Linked DNA regions of Zea mays: all the other regions are linked to region 3. A link is a contact called in public Hi-C data. All regions are on one chromosome and are shown on one strand. Each heading gives the region's core, a stretch centred on a gene start, on an enhancer-like site or on the middle of the called end of the contact. The rest is flanking DNA. Distances are from core to core; before and after follow the strand shown.

Region 1 (4,639 bases), core at 1,717-4,216, 140 kb before region 3:
CGCACCACCACCCTATTTTTAAAATTCCTGATTTTCAATTGGATGGAAAATTTCAAAATTGGTATCTCTTTGTGTTCTAAAAGGGGGAGCAAGTAATATTTTCAAAACTTGATATCTTAAAACCCTCTTGAACACTAAGAGGAGAATTTATTTGAGGGGGAGTTTTGTTTAGTCAAAGGAAAAGCATTTGAAACAAAGGGAGAAAATTTCAAACTTGAAAATGCTTCGCAAAAATCTCACTCATTTACCTTTGACTATCTTGCAAAAAAAATCTTTGAAAAGAATTTACAAAAGAATTTGCAAAACAAAACTTGTGGTGCAAATGTGGTCCAAAAGGTTAAAAACAAAGAAACAATCCATGCACATCATGTAAGTATTTATATTGGCTCAACTCCAAGCAACCTTTGCACTTACATTATGCAAACTAGTTCAATTATGCACTTTTATATTTGCTTTGGTTTGTGTTGGCATCAATCACCAAAAAGGGGGAGATTGAAAGGGAATTAGGCTTACACCTAGTTACTAAATAATTTTGGTGGTTGAATTGCCCAACACAAATCTTTGGACTAACTAGTTTGCTCTAGTATATAAGTTATACAGGTGCAAAAGGTTCACAATTAGCCAATAAAAAGACCAAGCTAGTGTTGGGTTAAAATAAAGGAGCAAGGAGCAACCGAAGGCTCCTCTGGTCTGGCGCACCGGACTGTCCGGTGTGCCACCGGACAGTGTCCGGTGCACCAGAGGGCTTCAACTCAAACTCGTCGCCCTCGGGAAAATCCGGAGCCTGCGCGCTATAATTCACCGGACTGTCCGGTGTACACCGGACAGTGTCCGGTGCTCCAAAGAAGACACGCTTCAGGAACTCGCCAGCCTCGGGTTTTCACTCCAGCCACTCCCTAAAATTCACCGGACTGTCCGGTGTACACCGGACTGTCCGGTGTAGCAGCGGGGCAACGGCTACTTCGGCGCCAACGGCTACCTGCGACGCATTTAATGCGCGCCAGAAGCGCGCAGTCGTCAGGCACGCGGGAGCAGGCGCACCGGACACTCTACAGTTCATGTCCGGTGCGCCACCGGACATCAAGGCGGGCCCAGTGTCAGAGCTCCAACGGTCGAAACCCCAACGGTCGGGTGACGTGGCTGTCGCACCGGACATGTCCGGTGTGCACCGGACTGTCCGGTGCGCCATCGAACAGACAGCCCTCACCAACGGCTAGATTTTGGTTGGTGGCTATAAATACCACCCCAACCGGCCACTTCAAGTAAGGGAGCCCAAGCAACATTCCAAGTCATCTAGTTGACATACTCAAGCCCTCCCAACCACATATATTCATTGATCCATCCTATACACAAGATTTAGACCACTACAACCAACACAAGTGCCACAAAAGAGAGAGCAAGCAAAAGAGAGCTACTCATTTGAGTTTAGCACTAGTGCCTTGTGAGATTCATCGAGAGATAGTGTGTGCTTCATCTTTGTGTTCATTTGCGCGTGGAGTTTTGACTCCCATTGAACTTCCTCCAAATTTTTGGAGGCTTGTAAAAGCTAGCAAGAGACACCAAAGATTGTGGTGGTCCTTGTGGGATCGAGAGTGATCCTTGAGAAGAAGAAGAGCTCACCGATCCTTGTGTGATCGGGGGAGAGAGGGAAAGGGTTGAAAAAACCCGTCCTTAAGTGGACTCCTCAACGGGGACTAGGCCTTCGAGGGCCGAACCTCGGTAAAACAAATCACCCGTGTCCATTGTGTTTATTGCTTGTGATTTGTTTGCTTTCCCTTGCTCTAAGTTTTCTTGCACCATTATTTGCTAATTTCATTTGGTATTGCTTCAAGTTAAATTTCCATTTAGTGAAGCAACACATTGCAAGAAAAGAACTTGTTCTAGTGCTCTCCTCTTCTAAGGGTTCTTGCTTTGTTATTCTATAACTTATTAGTTGTATTGATTTATCTCTCCCGCATTATTTAGCAATATTCCTTTCAAGCAAGAACTTAGTTTCTATTCTCCGATATTTATCTTGTTCTAACCACTAATCAAGGGATCTAGTTGGGGGATAAAGTTTTAATTTTCAGGTTCCGCCTATTCACCCCCCTCTAGGCGACTTTCAATAAACCCATTGGGTACAAATTTAAACCCATACCATTACCTGCGGGTATAAACCCAAACCCAAACCCGCACCCTATAGGGTTTGTGCCCGCGGGCTTGCGGGTAATCTGTGCCCATTGCCATCCCTAATCCACACACTTAGGGATGAAAGTGGTCATCTGAACTGATAGAACAAATTTAATATTTTAAAATAAATATGTATAAAATTTGATGTTGATTTTTTATGTTATCTAGCACATTAGTACAAATATTAATAAAATATTACATAATTTTTTATGTATTATTTGCTCCCTACAACATAAAAGGTTGAAAAAATTACCGAATTTATTTCTGAATCCATACCGAAGTTTATATATATTATTTAAGAAAATATATGATGAATTTGATGTTTACCTTTTATGAATCTTTACAAGCTGGATGTTAAAAACAAGAATATAAATTTGTATTATAGATTTTATATCCTATTTATTCGCAATTAAATAAAAACGACTAAAAAACTGATTACCGAATAAATACCGTTTCCGACCGTTTTCATCCCTACACACACTCAGAGAAAGCACATAAGAGACACGATGTAGGGTTGACCTCTTTCACTTCACTTTTTATAAAGGGGTACATGTTACTTTATATAGAGACTTAAAACTCTTCAAGGGCAGAGTCACCATTGTCATCTCATGCGAACACCCTGCTGTAGGCCTCTAAGTGCGGACGAGGCCGAAAGGCCAAAAGCCCATATATCTAAGCCCACGCTTTCACTTTTAACCCAGTGACTCCCGGACCCTCCGTTACCAGTTACCTCGCCTCGCGGATAAGAGGCGAGGGCTAGCAAACCAAAGCCCCTTCCGCCCTCCGCCCAAAACCCCACGCGAGCACCCCATTCCCATCCATGGCGACCACCACCTCTTCCTCCTCGCTGACCACTCCTCTCCTCCGCCCGAACCCCAATACCAACCCTGCTCCCAGATCTCTCCAACTCCTCAGGTTTCTGTCCTCTCCCTTCGCCTTTCTCTTCCCGCCATCTCTGCCGTCCCCTAACTTTCTTTCCGCGTCTTGCAGGAGCAGGAGGTGCGCTCGTGCCGTAACTACCGCCGTAGCCGGAGGTGCGGTGCCTTACGGGGCTAATCCGCGGCGCGGGATTTGGTCGATCAGGTGGAATTTGTCTTGAGCCCTTCGAGCTTCGTCCGTCTGCCTGAAATGGGCTTCGTGAGGTGCCACGGGGTTTCTGATGTTGCTTGTGCCTGTGGTAGGGATGACTTGGTGGTGCCAAGGTCGCCCTACTTCCCAGTGGAGTCCGCGGCGGGGCAGGAGCGTGGGCCGTCGCCCATGGTGATGGAGCGGTTCCAGAGCGTCGTCAGTCAGCTTTTCCAGCACGTACGACGGCACTGGATTGTGTAAAGTGTTTGACCTCCTTAGGGCTTGTTTGGTTGGATACTTGGATCTGGATTGGAGGGGATTCCCTCCCTAGTCAAAATTGAATAGAAGGGGATTTAATCTCCCCTCAACCGAACAAAGCCTTACCAGGAAGGGTTTTACTGGATTGTATTGTGAGGTTTGTGTGACTATATATCTGTCTCTATGCAGAGAATTATTCGGTGCGGAGGCCCCGTTGAGGATGATATGGCCAACATCATTGTAGCACAACTGCTCTACCTCGACGCTATTGATCCCAATAAGGTGAAAACGAACGGGACAACCGTTTGCTGCTGTAATTCCCATGTGAATAGAACATGCTTGCGCTTTAAATAAACCTTTGTTTGTTGATACCAGACAGTGAACCAACATTGTAGTACTAAACTTTGTACAGTGCTTCTTTAACTTTCTGTGTTGCGGAATTGGGTTATACAATTGTAACCACTGAACTTGTAGGTTTATCCAATGTTGCCATTTCATCTAGCTAGGGACTCGAATACATGGCAATTATATATTCAAAACGTGGTTTCTTCCATCTAGTGCATGATCCTTGTCAACCTTCCTGTAGGATATCATTATGTATGTGAATTCGCCAGGAGGGTCAGTGACAGCTGGTAATAGCTCATCTAACATAGTATGTCTGCGTTAGCTGCTTCAATTAATACTAATGCATTTTCGTTTTCTGTTAGGAATGGCTATATTTGATACAATGAAGCATATCAGGCCTGATGTATCCACTGTTTGTATTGGACTAGCTGCAAGGTACTGAACACAAATTCTGCTGAACGATCATCAATTGATTCAGTTCTTTGCATGTTATAGGATCTTAATGTTCATGTTTGACTTTCAGTCTGGGTTTATTTTCCCTATGTAGTCCATTCTGTTCTCAATGTGGGAAGCGCAATTGATCCTTTGTGTTTGCAGTAATTGGAAGGTTCAGTTCATGTAACCTATAGTCTGGGATTTGGGATTGTAGTAACTAGATTTTTTTTTGGCTTTGGTTGTGCTAGTATAGTTCTTGTTTGCAGACAGGACTTGCATGGCATGAGTTTTTAAAACTACCGTAGTACCATAGTTTCAGTTAACAAATTACACAATTGTCAACTCCAGATGGATGCCAAAAGCA
Region 2 (4,633 bases), core at 1,038-3,537, 200 kb before region 3:
CAATACATCATAACTCGGGTTATAGAGAAAGATTTCAACACAAGTGGGTGCTAGGCTAATGTGCTCAGACTGATGATAGCCTAGATGCTTGGTGGCATAGAGAAAGTTTCCAAGTCCATGATCGGGTCCAAAGTGGATTCCATTCCCTAGTTATCCTTGGTGCTTGGACTTTGTGAAAGCATCGGAACTTGTGTGTGCTTGAAGGTGCTGTGCCTAATTTGGCGAGGGCCCTGCTCCTTGCTGAAGAAGAGGCTTTTTTGTAGTCATTGGTCGGGGCTCGAGGGATTTCCCTCTTGTCAGCCCTACAACCTGATAGATAGGTTGGCTTTCATCGGTCGTTGTCCGTTTAGTGCTCAGGCACAAATGTAACTCTAGTCTAGCTAGTGTGGGTGTGGAGTGGGTTGTACTCGGAGGTTCCAACCCCCCCCCCCTCTTTTCTATCTTCTTTTAATATAAAGATACGCAGCTCTCCTGCATGTTCGAGAAAAAAATAAATTTATTACAAAAACACATTCAGTGATTCATCTAATGATATTAATTATGTACCATAAATATTAATATTTTCTTTACATATTTGGTCAAAGTTGAAAATCTTTGACTCCTCGGGAAGTGAGAATGACACACTTTGTGGGACGGTTGGAGTAGTGCAACGTCTTGCAGATCTACATGACCCAATGCTGGAGAAAATGACTAGTAACCCATCTACTTTAATCTAGTTTTGAGATAAATGTCATAATTTTATGGTTGATAAGAACATCTACCATTTCTTCAATTAGAGGCATTATATACTTGGACCACTAGTAAGTAGGTGGAGGTCTGCTGTCAAAGTCAGTACAACCACCAACATAGCACCCACTACCTCTGTTCAAAATAAAAGACATTTTGGCTTTTTTAGATACATTGCTTTAACTATGTATGTAGACATAATGTATATCTAAGTGCCTAGCAAAATCTATGCATCTAAAAAACCAAAGCATCTGATCTAATAATTTGGAATGAAGGGAGTAGTTCTTAAGAAACATAATGCATTGCATCATGGTGTCCAGCAAAATAATTGCACAAATACTGAAGAATACTTCACATACAAGTATACAACACAGTTACAATCAGGTGTTATGGGGCCTTCGATTCTTAAGTGAACCACCGCCCAAGTGATTTGAGACATTTGAGATTTTGGTTGTAAGAGTCATACAAAAGAGAATATGAAACAATGTCATATACATAAGCATCAGAAGCAAAAAAGAAGTAATAGCCTAGATAGTGAGATTTTTTCCATATAAAAAGGACTATATATATCTAGTCTCTAGCACCAAATTAGAAGAACACAATTAAAATGAGAGTAAACTTGGAACAGCATGGGTTCACTGCCATGTCAACACAACAGAAGTTCAGATTGCACCACGGAACAGAGCATCCAATCCAACTCATGCTATGTTCATTACATAATTTACTAAGCTAAGTATGAAGTAAAAGAAGTGGCTGCATATCTTCCGCAAGGTAGAATTAAAGCATCTCAACCGTGTAAGCTACAAGGAACACCCCAACACTACATGTACAGAAATAGATAGTAGAACCATAGGTTTAGAACAATAATGCTAGGTGCCAAGTGCTTCACCTGAAATCGACGGCTTCTCCTCGTAGAAATCTTTGGTGAAGGTGTCATACTCGATGGTCGAGTGATCGAGTGCAGGTATGGGCTCTATTGTCTTCTTGTCGACGACTATAGGATTGTCATCGGAGTCGTACTCCATCATGCCGGCGTCGACGGCCTTGGCAGCGGCGTAGACCTCCTCGTCGGAGTCATAACCAGCGCGCATGGCGTCGGCGGCCAGCGTGAGCCCGGCATCCTTCTTGGCCCGCAGAAAGCTCTCAACGGGGTCATCTTCATCGTCGCCGGAGTCCGCGCGGCGAAGCGCCTCGGCCTTGGGCGGCGGGGGCGGCGCGCGGATCTCCTCCTGGATCTCCGCCATGAAGGCGTCGAGCGGGTCGATCTCCTCGTCATGCTCCGCCTTTCCATCCACCGCGGTGCCGGCTGGGGCATCTGACGGAGCGTCGTCGGAGAAGGCGATGTCGTCGAGGTCCGGGTCATCGGTCGGACGGTAGAGCCGCTGCACGGGCTGAGAGCGCTCGAAGTTGTAGGAGGTTGGCCGCGGGATGCTGAAACCCTCAAGCTTCGGCCGCTTCGACATGGCAGCGATGGGCGGAGCCGGAGGCAGGGCCGGGGCGAGCTAGGGTTTGCGGGGCCGGGTGTGACGGAGGAAGACGCCTAGAATTGGCGCCGCCTCCTCGGCTTGCTAGGTGGCGGTCTCGCGGACTCGTCGTTCCGGATGGCCTGGGCCGTGTAGGGCTGTGGGCTGAATGAATGTAGCCGTGGTCGTCACGGTGTGCACCGTCTACCAAGTGCTTGGTGTACTTGATCCCAAACATAAATGCTCAACCGGTTTTACCCAATATAAAAAATAGATATATAATATTTTTTACTCAAACATAAATGCTCAACCGGTTTTACCCAATATAAAAAAAGATATATAATGATTTTTTATCTATGATATACTAATAGGTAAAAAAATTATATATGGGTACATATATGAATAGATAGGGGTTAAAACGATCGGAAAACACTAAAATTGTTACCGTTTTTATATTTTTTATCGGAAACGAAATCAGAAACGGAAAATTCGGAAACTGAAACGATATTGGTATTTCGGAAACATCGGAATCAAAAGTTCGGTACTAAAAATACATCGGTACCGGTCGGAACCTTAAATACAATCGATAACCCTATCAATATGAAAATATCTCAATATAATAAGTTCACAATACAACAAAGTTTACAACTATCACAAAGACCACAAGTTCACAATTAACAATATAACAAGTTGATCACAAATATCACAAGTTCACAATATAACAGGTTGATCACAAAGATCACACGTTCACAATATAACAAATTGATCACAAAGATCACAAGTTCACAATATGACAAATTGATCACAAAGATCACAAGTACACAATATAACAAATTCATCACAAAAGTTCACAAAGCCACAAGTCCACAAGTCCCAAGTTCGCAAGGTCACAAAACATTACGGAACAAGTACAATAAGAAACATTCATAGCATTCATGGTACATTATCATCATCTAGATCTTCATCAACAAGCTTACAATGATGCCTCAAGTCCATCATCGTGATCATCATCTAGGTCTTCATCCTACATTTTGTTAAAGAAATATACAGTTAAATCATAGCTAATGTTTTATGCACCAAATTAGAATAGAAAATGAAGGAAAATTAACCTCAAATGAAATATTTCTTGCAAGACCCTCAAGTTCCTCCATTTCATAAACCATATTAGGAATAGCAACACTCTTATCCATGGAACATCGTAATGTAAAGATCCATTAGTGCACTAGTAAAAAGGTAATGAACTAATGACTAATTAAATTGTAAATAAATATAAGGTATTGCTATATAACCTTTTCTTGCTCGAGCTATCCAATCTTTGTGTGCAAGAGAGGATATACATCACGAGCAAGCTGGCCCAAGAGAGGATATTCTTTGTGTGCTTTCCACCATGCTAATATGTCAAAAGTGTGTTGATTACTTTTACCAACCTTTAGTACTGGATCTGCCAAATATTCTTCTAAGTCACTTGTGTCAATAGAATCATCATGCCCTTGTCCATCAAATATGTAGCTATCAAGCTCTTCATCGATACTTGACTTAATTGTGTCAACTACTGAAGTTGAGGAAGGTGCAACATATGATGTTGAGGGTGTAATACAAACATAATATCGATACATATTTTTTCATGCCACCGTTAAATTTATCCAGTTCAGTTTGATATGTATATGGATACACCTTCTTCAAGTAAAATTCTACAATTTTCCTCTTGTATCTAGGATCAAGGACACTAGCTACAGCAAGAGCAATATTTGACTTATTCCAGTATTTGTCAAACTTGACCATCATAGTGTTTCCATGTTAATAATAGTGGGATGGATGCAATCACACCAATCAACAACTAAAAACTTAATCTCACAAAACACTTTAAAAACAAGTTGGCAGTGGGATATAATGTACCAGAAAATAACTCAGTCAAGTCAAAGAACTTTCTCAAACATGGTAAAAGAGTCTTTGCCAAATCCCATTCTTCAAAGGAAGGTGCAATTTTCTCATACCTGCGACGTTCATATGACACAAGCCTTTCAAAAGTAGCCATATAATGTAGTGCATCCCTCAACATGCAATATGTTGAATTCCACCTAGTAGCAACATCAAGAGAGAGCCCAACCTTTGTGTCCACACCACATTCAGTAGCACATTTCTAAAACTTTAACAACTAGGACAACTGCTCTAATGTTCTTAATATATGATGTCATCACACTCATACCATCTTTTGCAACTAAGTTCAAAATATGATTGGCACATCTAATATGAAAGAACAATTGTCACACCCGGTTTTAGAAGGCAAACCGAATGCGAACCATGTACGTGCCAGGATTAGTTATTCACGTACACAGCAGTTACATAACATGGACATCATCACACAATGCTCAAAATAGTATTAAAAGGGAAATAATAGTCGATTACATCATACGTCTGAGATGTCCATATAGTTCTTACAATAA
Region 3 (4,389 bases), core at 1,485-3,984:
GGCTGCAGACTTCCGAGACAAACGTGATTGGCTGATTGTGCACTTGCGCCCTCTTTTCAAACTAAATTAACATTTACAAGGCAAGACTAATAAATATCCCGACCCAACAAAAAAAAAGAGCGGGCAAATAATTCAGTCGCTAACTTGTTACATCCTTTTCTTGCGGCGACAGTAGATGGTAGAATAACAGTTCATTCCATGTATCTGGGACTCCAGGAAGGCACCAGTGGCTGCAGTCCTGCTGGACGCTCGACGCGGTTAAACCTACCGTCTTCCGGCCATATACAGATGGGTGACCATCTATCCTGACCCCAGACAGATTAGTAACGTTCAGAACTGTCACAGGAGTCTTCATTTGCTTCGTGACCTGTTCCAAGATCAAGTTTCTCTCAGGCACCGGCCTAGCACGGGTGTCATTGAGGGGCAGCATGCTCTCCCTGCAGTGTCCCCCTGAATTCCACTCCCCACCACTGAAATTGACAACAACTAGTTACATAGACCTGCTTGCGCAGAGATAGCAACAGCTGCAGCAGCAGCTCTAATGACACTCGTGTTAGATTGATTAATCAAAGACCAAACCTGAAATGTGACGGGGATGAGCTTCGGAAGAACACTCGAGTTAGCTGTGGATTGATGTGACTGTCGACCCAGGATGCCCAGGTGGTTAGTGCTCTTTGGAAAGCGGTAGAGGCATCGAGATGGGGATGGACATGATCTCCCTCTTGATAATAGTTCACTCTGCAGAGTATATGTAATAACCAGATCTTTACTAACATGATTTAGTTATTCTTTTTCCTACAAGCTCTAGTTTTTTTTAAAAAAAATTAAGAAATAATAGTGTCAATGGTTCCAAACATTAATCAACACTCACCCAGACTGTGTTTTGTGATGTGACCACCAATGGGCAGTGTTGAACACAAGCACGTCAGCACCTTTCCATCTCGATGAGCTCCGATGGATGGTATCGATCCGTAGCGTCTTCATGCGCTTCTGCCCAATTCTCGCCTTGCTTTCGTGCACCAAGAAGTGCGTCACATGATACTCCACACTACAGTTGTAGTCCTGCACCAACCATACCAAGATGATTTACCAACTACAGTGCAAGCCTAGGTATCGATGAATGGACTACTCATAGTCAGATCAGATACAGCCATACATGAGATACTAACCAAGAACTTGAAGTTGTAGTCACCCTTCTCTTTAGTGATCCTGCGGCCACGGGTTTCATGAATCCTTCCAGGATCTGGGACAGCCGTTCTCAGCAAGCACATCATGGACTCCCACTGGTTCCTGTTGATGGAGTCCCCGACAAACACCAGTCGCTTTCCTCGCAGCGTCTCAAGCATTTTCCTAGCATCAAACCTAAGTTTTGTCGCAAGAAGTTAGCAAATAGCAAAATTGTTGTGGCCGACCCACCTCCAAACTCCTAAAGAACTAACGAATTGCAGTAGTGCAAACAAATACCTTGGTATATTGCAATGGTTAGGTCGCCACCTCCACTTCATGTATCTTTGATCCGTTCTCCCATTTGCTCCACAGCTGAATCCTTCGTCTATAAAAGGGCATGAGTCACTCGTGTAGAGTGGATAGGTCTCGTCATCAAACACCCAACTTCCATCATAAACATCACAACGTTTGGTATCGCTTCGTGTAGAATCCATTTTGCTCGTGACCGCTTCTTCCTCAATCAGATTAGGATCTTGCTTATTTTGATTGGCTGGAGCTGGAGCTGCCAAGGAACTATTGTTCCCCGCTGAAAGATGCGAGCTTTCCAGCTGCTCCACTTGCTCAGAAGCATAAGCTGCTGCTTGTACAGAGGAATAGCGCTTATCCCCCACAACCACAACATCGTCTTGCACGACGGATTCACCTCTCACCTGCATTGCAGCTTCATCATCCATGGACAAATTGACGGCTGTCAAAGACTCTGCTCCCTCCGGTCTCACCATTGACGCATCTACTTCCTGTGACGAAGAAGCACTGCCAGCATTTAGCTGCGTCTTTGTTTCCCAACCAACGTGTTGCCTGCTACCCTCGGCCAAGTTTTCCTTCCGAACAGGAAATTTCCCCAACTTGTCGGCATCTCCTCCCACACCGGTTACTTCTTTTTCTTTAGCATGCATAGCCAAATCCGAGGTTCCAGTAGAGTTATTCCCAGCTCCTGCAACCTCTTGCGCCTCCAAAACCTTACCAGTCGCCGGTGCTCCACCATTTCCTCCTCCAGTAACCGCTCCTTCCACCTCCATTGGCGGGCCCACGCCCCGAGCGGACAGGTCTCCGGTAACCGCGCGGCGGGCTCCATCCGCCACTGAATCTCCACTCCCGTGCCCACGGACCGCATAACCGGCCTCTGCTGCCAGCGCCACCGCGCCGCCCATGGAACCCCCACCGTTCCCAGGAGGCGGCAACGGTGCAAGGGCCGCGGTGGAGGTGTTGGGCATGGCGAACGAGGATGAGGTGTTGGGCATGGCGAATGAGTATGAGGTGTTGGGCGTGGTGAATGGGAGGTTGAGGGGGCGGCCGTGGCGGATGGCGAAGAGCGCGAAGAGGAAGGAGAAGAGGAGGGAGGAGGAGGCGAAGGACAGTAGGAGGAGGCTCTTGGGACTAAGAAACTGATACGGGGAGGAGGAGGAGGAGCTCCTCTGCCTCTCCATTGCTCTGTGCGGCGGGGAGGAAGCAATGGGACGGCTAGTGCGGCAATGGCTAGCCGTGCTTGCGGCTTCCGTGTAATAATAAAGGTGAATGAAGGAGTTGGAGTCGGGAGTCTGTGTAACGGAAACGGAACGGGAACTTCGGGTGTTGTGGAGTAAGTGTAATTGTCTGCCCCCACTCCCCAGCCAAACCACTTTCCTTGGACATTCGAAGACAGTCAAGGCAGTCGGCATCGCTGCTCACATTTTAGCCACCCCACGTCAGCAATAATCTATACAACCAGGGTTCACAATTTCGTTTGGACTGTTCCGAATTTTATTTTGTTAATCGAAATTTGACTTTTGTATTTTTATATTTTAGATCGAAATCCATCTAAAACCGGACCAAAATTCATTTTTTGTTAATAGAGAAAACAAAAAAAATCCCAAAATTCGATGATCTGGCACCGAGAAAGTAAACCGTGACTGCAAACACTGTTACGGTCTAGAATTTCATTTTATGATAATACCATAAAAAAGATTATATACAACTCAATAAAATCATTTGATAGTTCGGTAATATTTGTTAAGATTCGCAACAGAATTTGATATATATGCACTAAATAACACGGTACATTCAAAAATTAAATTTGAAGATTATGTTAAATTTTTTGCAATTTATATTATAAATAGTTCAAATCGTTATATTAATATATAATATAGGCATAAAAGTGACTTAGGATACTATTTATCTAGCTTTTTAGCCATCTTGTTTTAAAAGTTGTAAATGACTCGGTTATATCCTTATTATCTACTACAAAGAGAATATGTTGTTTAATGAATAGTACACGACAATTATTAAAAATCATCATCCATCACATATCTTAAGTTTTTTTTTGCTCAAATTATTATAGAAAACACTAATTTTGTTATTTTAATGGGGTTGTCAACTTGTCACGGGTGTTTGGATATAAGGACGTCACGTCTGATATTTGGATGCTAGTTAGAAGTATTAAATATATTCTAATTATAAAATTAATTAACATATGAGGACTCTTAAACAGTAAGACAAACCTATTAAGGCTAATTATTCCATGATTCTTCCTTGTGATGCTACAGTAAATATTTAATAATTATAGATTAATTAGGCTTAATAAATTTGTCTCGCCATTTAGTCTTTACATGTGTTGATCTTTAGGGTCATCTATTTTCATTCGTCCAAGTCCATTTGTGCTTGTTTTGAACTATATCTAAAACACTAACATATAATGTTAGTTCAAATGATTCTGTCGGTCGTCAAACATCAAAACATAATTATCATTTGGCATTGTCCATTTTGCTTATAATGGCGACATAGAGGGCGTGGAAACTCAAGGAAGTTGTGTATGAGTTGAGGCTTGCTCTAAACACCAAATTGTTTAAAGAATCCTGCAGTGATTTGGGTAGGTGCTTTTTGCAAACTGCATAGGTGATCTGCATATGTTCTTTGTGAAGTGCTCAAGGTTCAAGCCTAGTGTTTAGTGAAATTTGCATATCTATAACACTCGGTGCTTGCATGCACTATTATTGGACACGATAGACCTTGTGATCCTGTGAGGTCATGCCAATTGTGCTTGTGGTGTAGCCACCACCGTTGTACTAGAGGGGATGAGATCTATGATGTTTTGACTGGAAGCTCGATAATGACAGTAGTGAAAAGAGATATAGAAGAGACCGTCTTGAAGACCTACTTACGCATAAGAAAGTCTCGATAGTGACG

What was found. A called contact is a pair of places that touch in the nucleus more often than the background predicts.
Region 1: a Hi-C map of leaf shows a contact between it and region 3, with 4 times the contacts expected there. The contact joins the promoter of LOC100194286 here to the promoter of LOC103639219 in region 3. A contact is called at or near these places in 6 of 25 Hi-C or Micro-C datasets (ear, endosperm, leaf and 2 more).
Region 2: a contact with region 3 is called in a Hi-C map of leaf, with 5 times the contacts expected there. The contact joins the promoter of LOC100281205 here to the promoter of LOC103639219 in region 3. A contact is called at or near these places in 2 of 25 Hi-C or Micro-C datasets (leaf and tassel).

What each region holds. Positions count from the first base shown.
Region 1 is chr9:141,189,362-141,194,000 of Zm-B73-REFERENCE-NAM-5.0, forward strand. LOC100194286 reads left to right here and starts at 2,967. Exons shown (of 9, transcript NM_001366816.1): 1 at 2,967-3,084; 2 at 3,160-3,252; 3 at 3,351-3,474; 4 at 3,685-3,777; 5 at 4,082-4,127; 6 at 4,203-4,275. The coding sequence starts at 2,990.
Region 2 is chr9:141,128,408-141,133,040 of Zm-B73-REFERENCE-NAM-5.0, forward strand. LOC100281205 (pre-mRNA-processing ATP-dependent RNA helicase prp-5) reads right to left here and starts at 2,288. Exons shown (of 5, transcript NM_001154124.1): 1 at 1,616-2,288. The coding sequence starts at 2,189.
Region 3 is chr9:141,332,807-141,337,195 of Zm-B73-REFERENCE-NAM-5.0, forward strand. It overlaps LOC103639219 (protein trichome birefringence-like 6), which reads right to left and starts at 2,735. Exons shown (of 5, transcript XM_008661991.4): 1 at 1,465-2,735; 2 at 1,170-1,362; 3 at 872-1,062; 4 at 580-738; 5 at 1-470. The coding sequence starts at 2,654. The coding sequence ends at 140.